Linked DNA regions of Pan troglodytes: region 1 is linked to region 2. The links are chromatin contacts, called in public Hi-C maps. All regions are on one chromosome and are shown on one strand. Each heading gives the region's core, a stretch centred on a gene start, on an enhancer-like site or on the middle of the called end of the contact. The rest is flanking DNA. Distances are from core to core; before and after follow the strand shown.

Region 1 (5,446 bases), core at 2,397-4,896, 320 kb before region 2:
GTTTCTGCTAATTAATTGCATTGGTGTTCTGGCTTCAGCTTTCCTGGCCTTGCAGGTATCATGCCATGAAAACAAAACAAAACAAATCTTCCATGATCTGGCCTAATTTCTACTGCTTGTCCCGTTTCCATTTGCCCACCAGGTCTCTGAATGTAACCAAATTGTTCTCCTCTTATCATTCCCATTCACTGGTGTACTTGTTTGTGGAGCCTGCAGAACTGCCTTTTCCAAGAATGGTGAGCTTTCTCTCTCTTTTTGTGTCTCTGGGTGCCTGTACGTAGGTTTCTTTATATTAATGCCTGAAGTAGGCAAAGTTGCATTTCTTTATGTTGCTAACCTTTCTCGTGCAGTGCGGCAGGACAGCAAGCAACCCAAGGCTCTGAGTTAACTCCTCTTAAACACAGGGATATTCTTAGGAGCTCATAGCACCTGTACCACTTAGAACAATTAGAGACATTCAAGCTAGTATGGCCAATACGAACATTGTTTATGTGCTTCCTTTTTCGATTTGGGTTTTCGAAGCCCTTAGTAATTCTTAGTGAAATGGAATAAATAGAATTGCACCATTATTTAGGCACCGCTTTTTTCTAGCAATTTCCATTCCAATTGGACACTGAAAATTTCACCATAATTTGTCATGGCCACATGAAATGTTATCAGGGGCAGTGTTACTGTGCTAGTATGGACAGTATAAAGAGATGCACTGTCTTTAATGTAGCATTAAAGAAACAATTTATGTACAGGATTTACCAGACTCTTAAGTAGACCTAAACTGAACAAGAAATGCTACTTTAAAACTTCCAGTTACTCTATGTTCTATTATCTATGCATCCTGCATATTAGCACCGGGGTAAATTTCTTAAGGAACCGAGCACAAGGAGCTAAATTTGCACATTGATTTTTGTCTTTTATCTGCAGCTTAAGGCTAATTTAAAAGGATGGTGAGGAGATTCTATTTTCAACTGGCTGAAGTTCAATAAGAATAAAATAAAACACTGTTATAGCAAACTCTTTCACAGTGGAAGTTTGGCAAAGCTAAATCTCATTCCTTTCGATGTGCTCCAGTACAGCCAAAATACTGTTCCAGTGAGTAAGACACCCATTAGAGTGATGAGCTTCCTACAGGACAAGAATCTCTCCATATTTTACTTTAAACCAAATCAGTGTTGCATTGCTTTGTATTAAGAATCCAAAAAGAAATATTGTGTAATACAATCAGTAAAAAACCTACAGTTTCGTTACAGTTATATTTTTATCATTGGCCTGCGTTTTCCTAATTTCAGAAGTATACGTGATCATTTTAGATACAGGAAATGACTTCTTTTAATTTTTCTTGTAGTGAAAGTTTTACAATTCTTTAGTCAAGCCTACTGATTAGCTTAAAAACCCTAATAAAAGGAGTGACCACACATACATCTCTGTAGGTATAAATCAAGGTTGGGAAATTTTAAAGGTGCATTTCTTTTTCTTCCTTTTTTTTTTTCTTTAACCCTATGTCTTCTAGGCAGCTTGGCCTCTAAATCTGCTTCCCACTGATGGGAAGAGCTGACAGAAGCTTTAGAGAGGCACAGGGTGAGTTCCTAAAACCAGAGTCAACACACACTCTTCATCTGTTTTGTGCTTCACTCCCTGCTCATCTTTCTAAAACACTGAGTTTGGTCATATCATGTCCTACAAGTTGTCAATGATTTCCCATGATCTTGTCTTCAGGATAAAGTTCCTTAGTCAAAAGCAATGAAGACCTGACCTAATCTGTAAGGCAAAATCAACACTTTTTAGCCTGGCCTTCCATGCCCTTCCATGCCCTTCGAGCCCCCAGAGCACCCATGGCAGTCCATCTCTCTCTACTTGTCCAGATGGACACTCTCTTAGAGCCAGTGGCTCCTAGTCATTGTTCCCTGAACACGTCGTGGGAATGTTTGCCTTCATACCTTCCCAGATCATTTTCCTGATCTCAGACACCCTCCGTCCTCATTCATTCACTCTTCAATTGTCCAACAAATATTTGTTGCTCATGCAACCTGGATCACCCACATAGTTTCAAGACGGCATCTTCTAAACTATTTAAATCCTATCCATTCTTCAAGAAATGTTTCATGACGCTTCCTTAACTGCTAAGGACCCGCAGATTCTCTTCCTCTTGGGACTCACACACTGACTCATCTCCCGCTCTTTTGGTGCTCAGCAAAGTGGAGGCCTCTATTTTGGACTTAGAGTCAAGACCATTAAATAAGACTATGCTCTAAAAAGTACACCTCCGTGGCCCGGAACGAGTGAATTAACATCTATGAGTTTCCATTTCCTTGTCTATAAAATTGTGAAATTGCAACTTAAGATTAGTTCTGAAGATTGAATGAGGTAACATAGGTGAAAATGCCACATTTATGTAACAAATTACTCTTTCATAAGGATGTCAATGTTTAAATACGCATTTTCTCAATTTTGTTAATGAAATACTTTGAAATTCTTTTTTCTAATGAAACCTGCTGAATGTAAAAGAGACCCGTACTAAAGAAAGATACCACATGAAGCACCAAGGGTCTCTTTCTGGATCTATCATGACTCTTGTGACTGTTTCAGCAGCACAGAAATTAAAGGCGATTGTTATTCTGGAGGAAGACAATGAGTCTCATCTATATCTTGTTTGGGTTGATTTTGTAAACAGAATATTCCAAAGATCATTCTTGCCTTTTGTTTCCACTGAGAACTAGAATAAAGTAAAACAAACTATCAATTTAAGGAAAGCCTCGAAATTGTTAGCAATTTCTTCAGTAACTTTCATCCATCAGCTGATTTTATGAACACAAATTTGCGGAAATGGGCAAGAAAAATTACTGAACTCATTGGTGGGAAGCAGTGGGCTCTCTAAGGAGGGAGAGATAGCAGTGATTTCACCACCGGACAGTGGAACACAAAGAGCCTGGAAGAGTCTATCACTTTCAACTGAAACCGCAAGAAGAACTAAGTAGGTTAAGCCCTAAGAATGTTCCTAGGTAACCTACTTGAGTTGAAATTTGACTAAGAATCCTTACACCCTACCTAAGAGAGGTAACGCTATTAGGATCGGAAGTGATTGGAAGTTTCAGATCTCGTCCAAAAGGGAGAACGGTCAATGACAAAGCTGCTGTGAATAGTATTCTGGGGGCGTGGTGGAACCCCGATTCACTGCTATCTCCCGAATCAGCAACTTGATAGAGAGCGCCTCCCGGGCCTTGGAAGCCTTCCATTCCGAGCTGGCTGGGTGGGACTCAGGTTTTATGGTATGCTGGACTTTTTCCCCGTGAGTTAAAACACATTTATAGTAACTAAGTTGTTAATGATGAGAAAAAACCCCAAACTACCGTACTAATAATCAAACTCTGCTATTTGGTTTGTAAAAAACAAAAATACATCTATAAAAAGGGTTGGCCGGAGATGTGTCTGTATTTTTTTTTTTTTGCCACCTCAAGCAAATAATCTCTGATTCTCCCCTGTCCATGAGGACCCATTTCCAGGGGCAAATCCTCCGGGGGTGGACTTGTCCTTGGAAGGGGGAGGGGAGGGCTGCTGGCACGAGACACAGAGACTGGGAACAAGTTCACAGTGTTCATCTCCGGGGACTCACAGAAGAATGGAGAATTGGCTCTTTCATCTCCAGCCCCGGTACTGCTTTTCACTGCCCCTGAGCCTCTGCTGTCCCCAAGCGGCCGTCTGGATCACAGAGGTGGCCACAGAGATCGGGGCTGAGTGTGTGGGTCAAAGTTCCTAGGCTGCCTGTTTCAGGAGGTTGCATCATGTATTCTTTAACCCTTCCTTTACAAGATAGCCCGAGGTGTGGGAGTAAAATGGTCAGGCAAATAGGTTTCAGGGTCAGTCTGACTCGGTTTCAGACCCTGGTTCCAGCGATAGTTATCAATGTGGCAGCAGGATCCCTCAGCCCCTTCTATCCCACACAGGTGCCCGCACAGCTGAATAGATGGTTTAGTGCTGCTTTGGTATCCGGAGAAGGCTGTTAACCTGAAGAGTTAGAGACACTCAGGCTGAGGCTGACCTATCTGGGTTCACACCCTGGCTCTGTCATTTGCAATCTGAGTGACTCTGGGTCAATGTCATAACTGTACGGAGCCCCAGCTTTCAAATACATGAAATGAGAATGAAAATGCCACGCGGGTGAAACACACACAACGCTCGGCGCCTGGTGACTCCAGGAGACGCAGCATTTGCTGTTAATAATTAGTGAATAATTTTTGAGAAAAGAAATGTAAAATCAGATTTTTTGCCCATTTTTTTAACCTAAAGAAACAGTGCCTTTTTGGCCTCTACATGTTTGAAGAACCAAATAAATGGCTCATAAGAGTAAAGGAATTAAACTGCTTTTTTTTGTAACCATACAAAAAACCCCTCTTAAACTCAATGAATTTTTATTTTTATTTTTTTTGAGACAGAGTATCACTGTTGCCCAGGCTAGAGTACAGTGGTGTAATCATAGCTCACTGCAGCCTTGAATTCCTGGGCTCAAGCGATCCTCCTGCCTCAGCCTCCCGAAGTGCTGGGATGACAAGTGTGAGCCACTGCACCTGGTCCTCATTGAAACTTTTTAGCAGTGTTTTCCACACTCTATTTATTATAGGTGTATGATAATCTATGTAACAACCTATGCAAACTCATTCAGTGCACAGTATACAAGCTGTGTCTCGAACTAGTTAGTAGAACATCTTGTGAAGGCTTCGTGATATTTTAACGAACATACTTGTCACTAAACACAAATGGAGAGAACTGTTTATCTTCACAAGGATCAGCTAGGTGAGGGACTCACTCCTAGCTTTCTACTGGAGAAGTGGGCGTGCCTAGGAAACGCATCAAAACTAGAATCTCTAGCACAAAGCTCAGTCTCTTAAACAGAGATGCTGGTCAGCAGCCACAGCAAAACCCAAAATTATGTATGGCTTGGAAAGGATCACAATGACCAGAGCTGATCACTGGATAATGCAAGTAATTTCAAAGTCAATGTCGTCTCCAGAAAGACCACTTCCAGTCAGTGTAACCACTGGATAAACTACACAGGTAATAGCCAGCCAGGCATGTGTCCAGCACACAGGAACCTCCCAGGAGGGCTCGGCTGGGACACTGGACGGGCTGCCTGGCGGTTCCTGCCTGTATGGCCTTGGGCAAGGAGACTTGCTGGTCTGGTCTGCGAGAATGTCATCTGTAAGTGAACGGGGGAGAATGAGACAGTAACTCAGAGCTTATACTTGGATCCCACCTTAACACTTATAAAGGCTTACAGAGTGGACGGGAACTCATACGCCATGCAAGAAAACTAGTGATATAAGAAAATTCTTCTTCTTTTTTTTTTTTTTTGAGACAGATCTTGCTCTCTTGCTCCAGCTGGAGTGCAGTGGCACAATTTGGCTCACTGCAGCATCAAACTGCCAGGCTCAGATGATTCTCCCATCTCGGCCTCCCG
Region 2 (5,531 bases), core at 1,151-3,650:
TACTCCTCAGTTAAACGTGTGCTGAGTTGAATTTCTAGCCCTGCTAATTCAATTAGGAAAAGGTAGTTCCTTTGGGTTCATGTATAGAAACCAAATAAGTTAAAAATAACAAAACTCCTCAGATAGTTGGGCAGATTTCATTCTAGTAGACATTTAAAAGAAATTGAAGATTGATGCATTTAAAACCAATAATTAGATGTTTTTATCATTGTACATTTCTTGCAACAACTCTGGCCATTTATTAGTCTATTTTTAGGTGAGAGAACAAAGGTACAAAAATGGCAAATGGGAAAAGAGACAAGCATAAAACAGCTTCGCTTCAATCATCTACTGAAAAAAAAATGATAGAGAGGCATAAGTTCCTATGTCATCATTGTGCCTTCATGGAGGCCTCCAATTATTTAAGGTAGAATATTTTTGGGGCTCAGAACATGATACTCCAAAATATAGCACCTTTGTGTACTGTGTTAAGCTCAAGAAAACGGAAAACGCCGCAGAAGCAGGAGGGTCTCTGTGACTTCTCCTGTCCTCTGTCTCCTGAAGTAGGCATGGAAACTAGAATTCCCTCCACCCCTTCTTCCCTAAAACAGGCCATGACCGCAGGGAAGGCCACTCTTTGACCTGCTGCCTCACTTCTTCCCTGAAGACCTCATGTGACAGGAGTACTGCCCTATACCAGGAGGGAAGGAATGTCACTCAGGAACACGGAGAAGAAACTGGGCAATCAGGTCTCCCTGAGTTGCCCCCAGTTTGTACCGATCGGAGCATGCCATTTCATCCTCCAGTCTTACTTCTGCATGCCTGTCCATAAAAGTACACACATCTCTGTTTCTTTGGGTCTCCATTTCTGAAGGCTCCCACGTCACATAACCTCTATTAAATAAATGTGATGTTTTTCTCTTGTTACTCTGTCCTTTGCTCTAAGGGTCTCAGCCACGAACCTTGTGATAGGTAAGGAAAATATATTACTTTTTCTCCCCTATAATATAGTGATTGGTTTGGCTCTGTGTCCCCACCCAAATCTCATCTTGAATTGTTATACCCATGGGTCAAAGGAGGGACTTGGTGGGAGATGACTGGATCTTGGGGGCAGTTCCCCCATGCTGTTCTCATAATAGCGAGTGAGTTCTCATGAGATCTGATGGTTTAAAAGTGTGGCACTTCCGCCTTCTCTATCTCTCTCCTGCTGCCATGTAAGATATGCCTTGCTTCCCCTTTGCCTTCCACTGTGATTGTTAAGTTTCCTGAGGCCTCCCCCGCCATGTGGAACTGTGAGTAAATTAAAACTCTTTTGTTTAGAAATTATGCAGTCTCAGGTAGTTCTTTATAGCAGTGTGAAAACAAACTAATACATATAGTTAGACATTACTTAAGTGCTAAACACAACATTCACCGAATATTCAAGAGTTAATATATGTCAGCACAATGATGATACCAATATGGCTTCTAAATTAATAGTTAATGTTTTACAGTAACTTTTCATAAACCATTTTCTTGTCAGGTAACAAGAAGAATATACACGCATTTATTTTTAAAAGCCTTCTGTCAAGTTGCATTAAAAGCAGGTTGCAACATGATTGGCAGAATTAAGAAGCCTTTGAAACAGGTAACACAGTTGCATTTAAGTGTGGGCAACAAGAACATATTTTATATCTTAGATCTAGTTTATTAAAGAGACCTTAAATTTAAAAAAAAAAAACAGAGCAAATGGATCATCTGGAGAATTCAGAGCTAAAGTGATTAATTAGACCTTATTTTGTCTTGAACAGATTTACTAAGCATTTTTCAAATAGCCACATTGTTTGTAATTACCAAAATCACACCTCCATTGGCCAGCCTAAGTTACTTCATGCATGAATGACAATCTGATGGAACACTCTTGTTAGAGCTTCATTCTTCATTGTAATTAGCCATAATCATAGCCTTCCTGGGTGCATGAGAATGTGCAAGCCACTATTCACAACCCCAACCCATTTGAATATGAATCTTCTCAGTAAGGAGCAATAAAATAGGAGAAACAAAGCAGTTTCTCTAGGGAATTTTGTAAAGCATCTCTACTCTAATTCTGCCTCCCTTCAAAATGTTCCCTCTCCAGTATCTGGATTCTATTTGCTAAAACAAGGGTGGCTTAATGAGGACAATGGCTTATTATTTCTTAAGTGACACGGGAGGGCCCAAGTATTACAGGCTTAGTTCTTTCAGTCTTTGCCAAGGACACAAGGAACAAAAGAACAAGCAAGTGTGCATGGAAAAGAGAACTCGGACTGGGCTATACTCTGTGAACTCTCGGAGCAAGATGGGGGCCTTTGCTATTCCGGAGCTCAAAGGCTGTTGCTTGCTTGCTTTCTTCTTTCTCCCCTCTTTACCCACCCCCCTGCAAATGACTCAGACATTATAGAAAAAGGCTCAAAGCAGCAGGGATTGAAAACAAAGGCTAAGTGGAGGAGGGGTGACATGTCTGATCCTGTCCCAAGCACATTCACAGTGAGCCACCTACTGGCAACTCTACTTTTCCTTCTGTTATTGTCTAATCACCTAAACCTCTTCAGGGAAAACCTAGGTAAACCCGCTGGAGTCACTCCAGATGCCTTCTCAGCCAAAAATGGGAAAAACAAAATTCAGGGGGAAATAAGCTTCAGAGTAGTGCTGTGTCTTCAGAAGAAAACTCAATCCTTCCAGCAAAACTATGGCTAAGTAGCAGGTGTAAAGAATTATTCAAACGGCTATTTGTAAAAGAATCATCATTTGACTTATGAAGCAAAATCAACTACTCATTTACACTAATCACATCATATATGAAAAGTGTGGTGCTGCACGCGCTACAGATCTGGTGCTCCTTCAAGACCTTTACCATTTGTGTGGAGAGATTTTTTTCTTCGAGACGTGCCGCTCACCTATTAAGATACCTGTTTATATTATTTGCTACCAGAAGATGCTCCAGGGCTGCAGGAGACTCGGGATGATTCTCTGATCATCTCCTGGGCTTGGACCTTCATCATGTTGAAATGACTCTCCCAAGGCCACACAGCCGGTTAAATGTATCACTATTAAAGTACCTGATAACAATACAATTCAGCACTTCCACGGCTATATGCACAATGCACTTTTAGGCCAGGTGCGGTGGCTCATGCCTATAATCCCAGCACTTTGGGAGGCCGAAGTGGGAAGATAGCTTGAGGCCAGGAGTTCAAGACCAGACTGGACAAAAGAGTGAGACCCTATCTCTACAAAAAATTTAAAAAATTACCGGGCATGGTGGCACGCTACTGTAGTCCCAGCTACTCGGGAGGCTGAGGTGGGAGGATCTCTTTTGATCCTAGAAGTTCGAGGCCGCAGTGAGCTGTAATCACACCCCTGCACTCCAGCCTGGGTGACAGAGCCAGACCAAGTCTCTAAACACAACAATAATAACAACAACAACAAAACTCAAACTCGCAGCTTTGGACCTGAACAAGGATAAGTGGCCCTCCCGGTCAAGGAAGGCATAAAGTCCGGCATGGGTGGAGGTGGCCTGGGACGCTGTCTGAGAAATGAGGGGCAGAACCTGAACCTGGACTCCGTGAGAAGGGGCCATAACTGACTAGCAACAACATCTGTTCACTGGTGCCCAAGGAAGGCCAGTTAAATCACCTGTCTCCCACCCAGTGTCCACTGTGCTCCAGGAACTGCTACGCCCTATGGAGGCATCTCCAGTGGAGAAAACATGACTAAACTTCCCAGAAGCAGGGAGTTGGGGCGCTGGGAAGCTGGGGTGGGAACACACGCCGCTGGGACGATTGGGGGTATCTATTCCCATGTCCCTTGTCATAAGTTACATTCAAATTGACAGGAGAGCTTCTTCCTGGCTATTTGCTTCTCTGATCTCTCTGTTGTCTCGTACCATATTTTGGGATTATTTTATTTTGAAAGCCATTTCAATATTTTTAAGTCCCTCACTCTGTATTTCTTCTTTCTCCATTTTTTTTTCTTAGAATAACAGTTTAAGACAGATGGCTATAATAATTCCTTCATCAGATAATAAGATATAATTTAAGACACATTTACAATACTTACATCTCTGATACGCAAAAAAGAAGAGTCTCTATAAGATTAGGAATTAGTCTAAACTGAAGGCCTGAAGGGCTGACAGAGACTTTTCCTACTAATTTCATCAGTGTCATCAATCACAATTATAACACGATCATCATGTACTGTGTTCTTTTTGTGTGCCAGATAGGGTGCTAAGTGTTTTACAGGCACTCCTCCACCTAATCCTTACAACAGCTCTACCAGGTGTCAGCGCTGGGCATTATCTCCAGCTTACGCCGAGTCTGAGAAGGCAGCAACAGCTTGCTCAAGATCACACAGCTAGTTAACAGCAGGGCTGGGAGTGAACGAAGGAATCATGGTTCACATGAGACTGCGTGGGGAGTCCTCTGCTCCTAAGATTCAGCCACTTCAGCAGCGACCAAGCCAGGTGCGCTCGCAGGGCACAGCGTAGAAGCGATGCTGCTGCAGCGGCTGCTCTAGTAAGAGCGCAAGGATACGGTGGTAAGAGAAAGGGCGGAAGAAACGCTTTTCGGACTCTGTGCACCTCCAAAGGGACCACCCATGTGAAATTCAATGGCAAGTCACGGTCTGCTGAAGGGACAGCTGTGCTAAAACCAGCGAAGTGGGGCTTTTCACACGTGTCATCAGGCTCATTTAGGTGAAGTCGGAATCAAACACAATTCATAGTAGGCCTAGCTGGTACAGCCACAGACTAAACTGAAAGGTTTATAACTAGCCGTACAGAGGCCTTTTTAGTCATACTCTCATGCGTACATACCAATGAATGTCAGTTACACCATCTATCAAAACAAATATAGGTTTTAAAACTGCATACACAAATATTTGCTTTAATTTCTTTTTGGAGAGAAATAAAGTCAGTCTCAAACCAAAAAATAATAATAATAATGTAGGATCTGTAATGCTTGCTTTTTAATTCCTTCTCTATGAGGCCTGATTATGTGTCAGAGAGCATTATCTGGAGGTCACATGGAACTCTAATTCCTGGAGCAAAGTCAAAACATCTTTCAATTCTACTGGTTAAACAAACACACAGATGGTTTTCTTTTGTGGAACTATGCAGGTAGAAGTTTCTGTTCCCAGCTTAATAGATCATTAGCTACTCATGGACTTTCACAAATAAAAAATGTGTGCTTTGACAAAATTAAATTCCACAAACATTACTGAATGCTTACTATGCGCAGGATACTATATATAGTCAAGAAAATAAAGATGAATAAAACAAAATCATTCAATTAAAAAAAAAAAAGAAAGTAAATGGTCTCCTTCTCCCAGAACTAGCAAGTTAATGAGAACTAAATATATAAGGCAAATACAAAATAAAAACTATAGTTTAAGTCAAAATATGTGGGAGGTAAAATTTATAGACATAGATTAGTAATATATTTCCTTCAACTGTTGACCATAGAATATGTCAGAGATTTTAAATGTATAATGATACTAATGATATTAATAATAATAGTTAATATTTATACCTAGCATGG

The links. A called contact is a pair of places that touch in the nucleus more often than the background predicts.
Region 1: a contact with region 2 is called in a Hi-C map of stem cell-derived neural progenitor cells, with 2.7 times the contacts expected there. The contact joins two enhancer-like sites. A contact is called at or near these places in 2 of 7 Hi-C or Micro-C datasets (induced pluripotent stem cells and stem cell-derived neural progenitor cells).

The regions. Positions count from the first base shown.
Region 1 is chr5:175,266,496-175,271,941 of NHGRI_mPanTro3-v2.0_pri, reverse strand. The region is part of intron 5 of PACRG (parkin coregulated); the gene reads right to left. It overlaps LOC129144418 (a long non-coding RNA gene), which reads left to right. Exons shown (of 2, transcript XR_008548857.2): 1 at 1-236; 2 at 919-2,612. Among named protein-coding and RNA genes, the nearest start is that of QKI, 230 kb to the left of the region's middle. Within about 2 kb of position 3,646, at least 6 of the 24 cell types and tissues checked have an H3K27ac peak or open chromatin away from gene starts, as enhancers often do. A contact at or near this core is called in stem cell-derived neural progenitor cells, where this site is marked.
Region 2 is chr5:174,946,675-174,952,205 of NHGRI_mPanTro3-v2.0_pri, reverse strand. All of the region lies in intron 3 of PACRG (parkin coregulated), which reads right to left. Among named protein-coding and RNA genes, the nearest start is that of PRKN, 130 kb to the right of the region's middle. Within about 2 kb of position 2,400, at least 19 of the 24 cell types and tissues checked have an H3K27ac peak or open chromatin away from gene starts, as enhancers often do. A contact at or near this core is called in stem cell-derived neural progenitor cells, where this site is marked.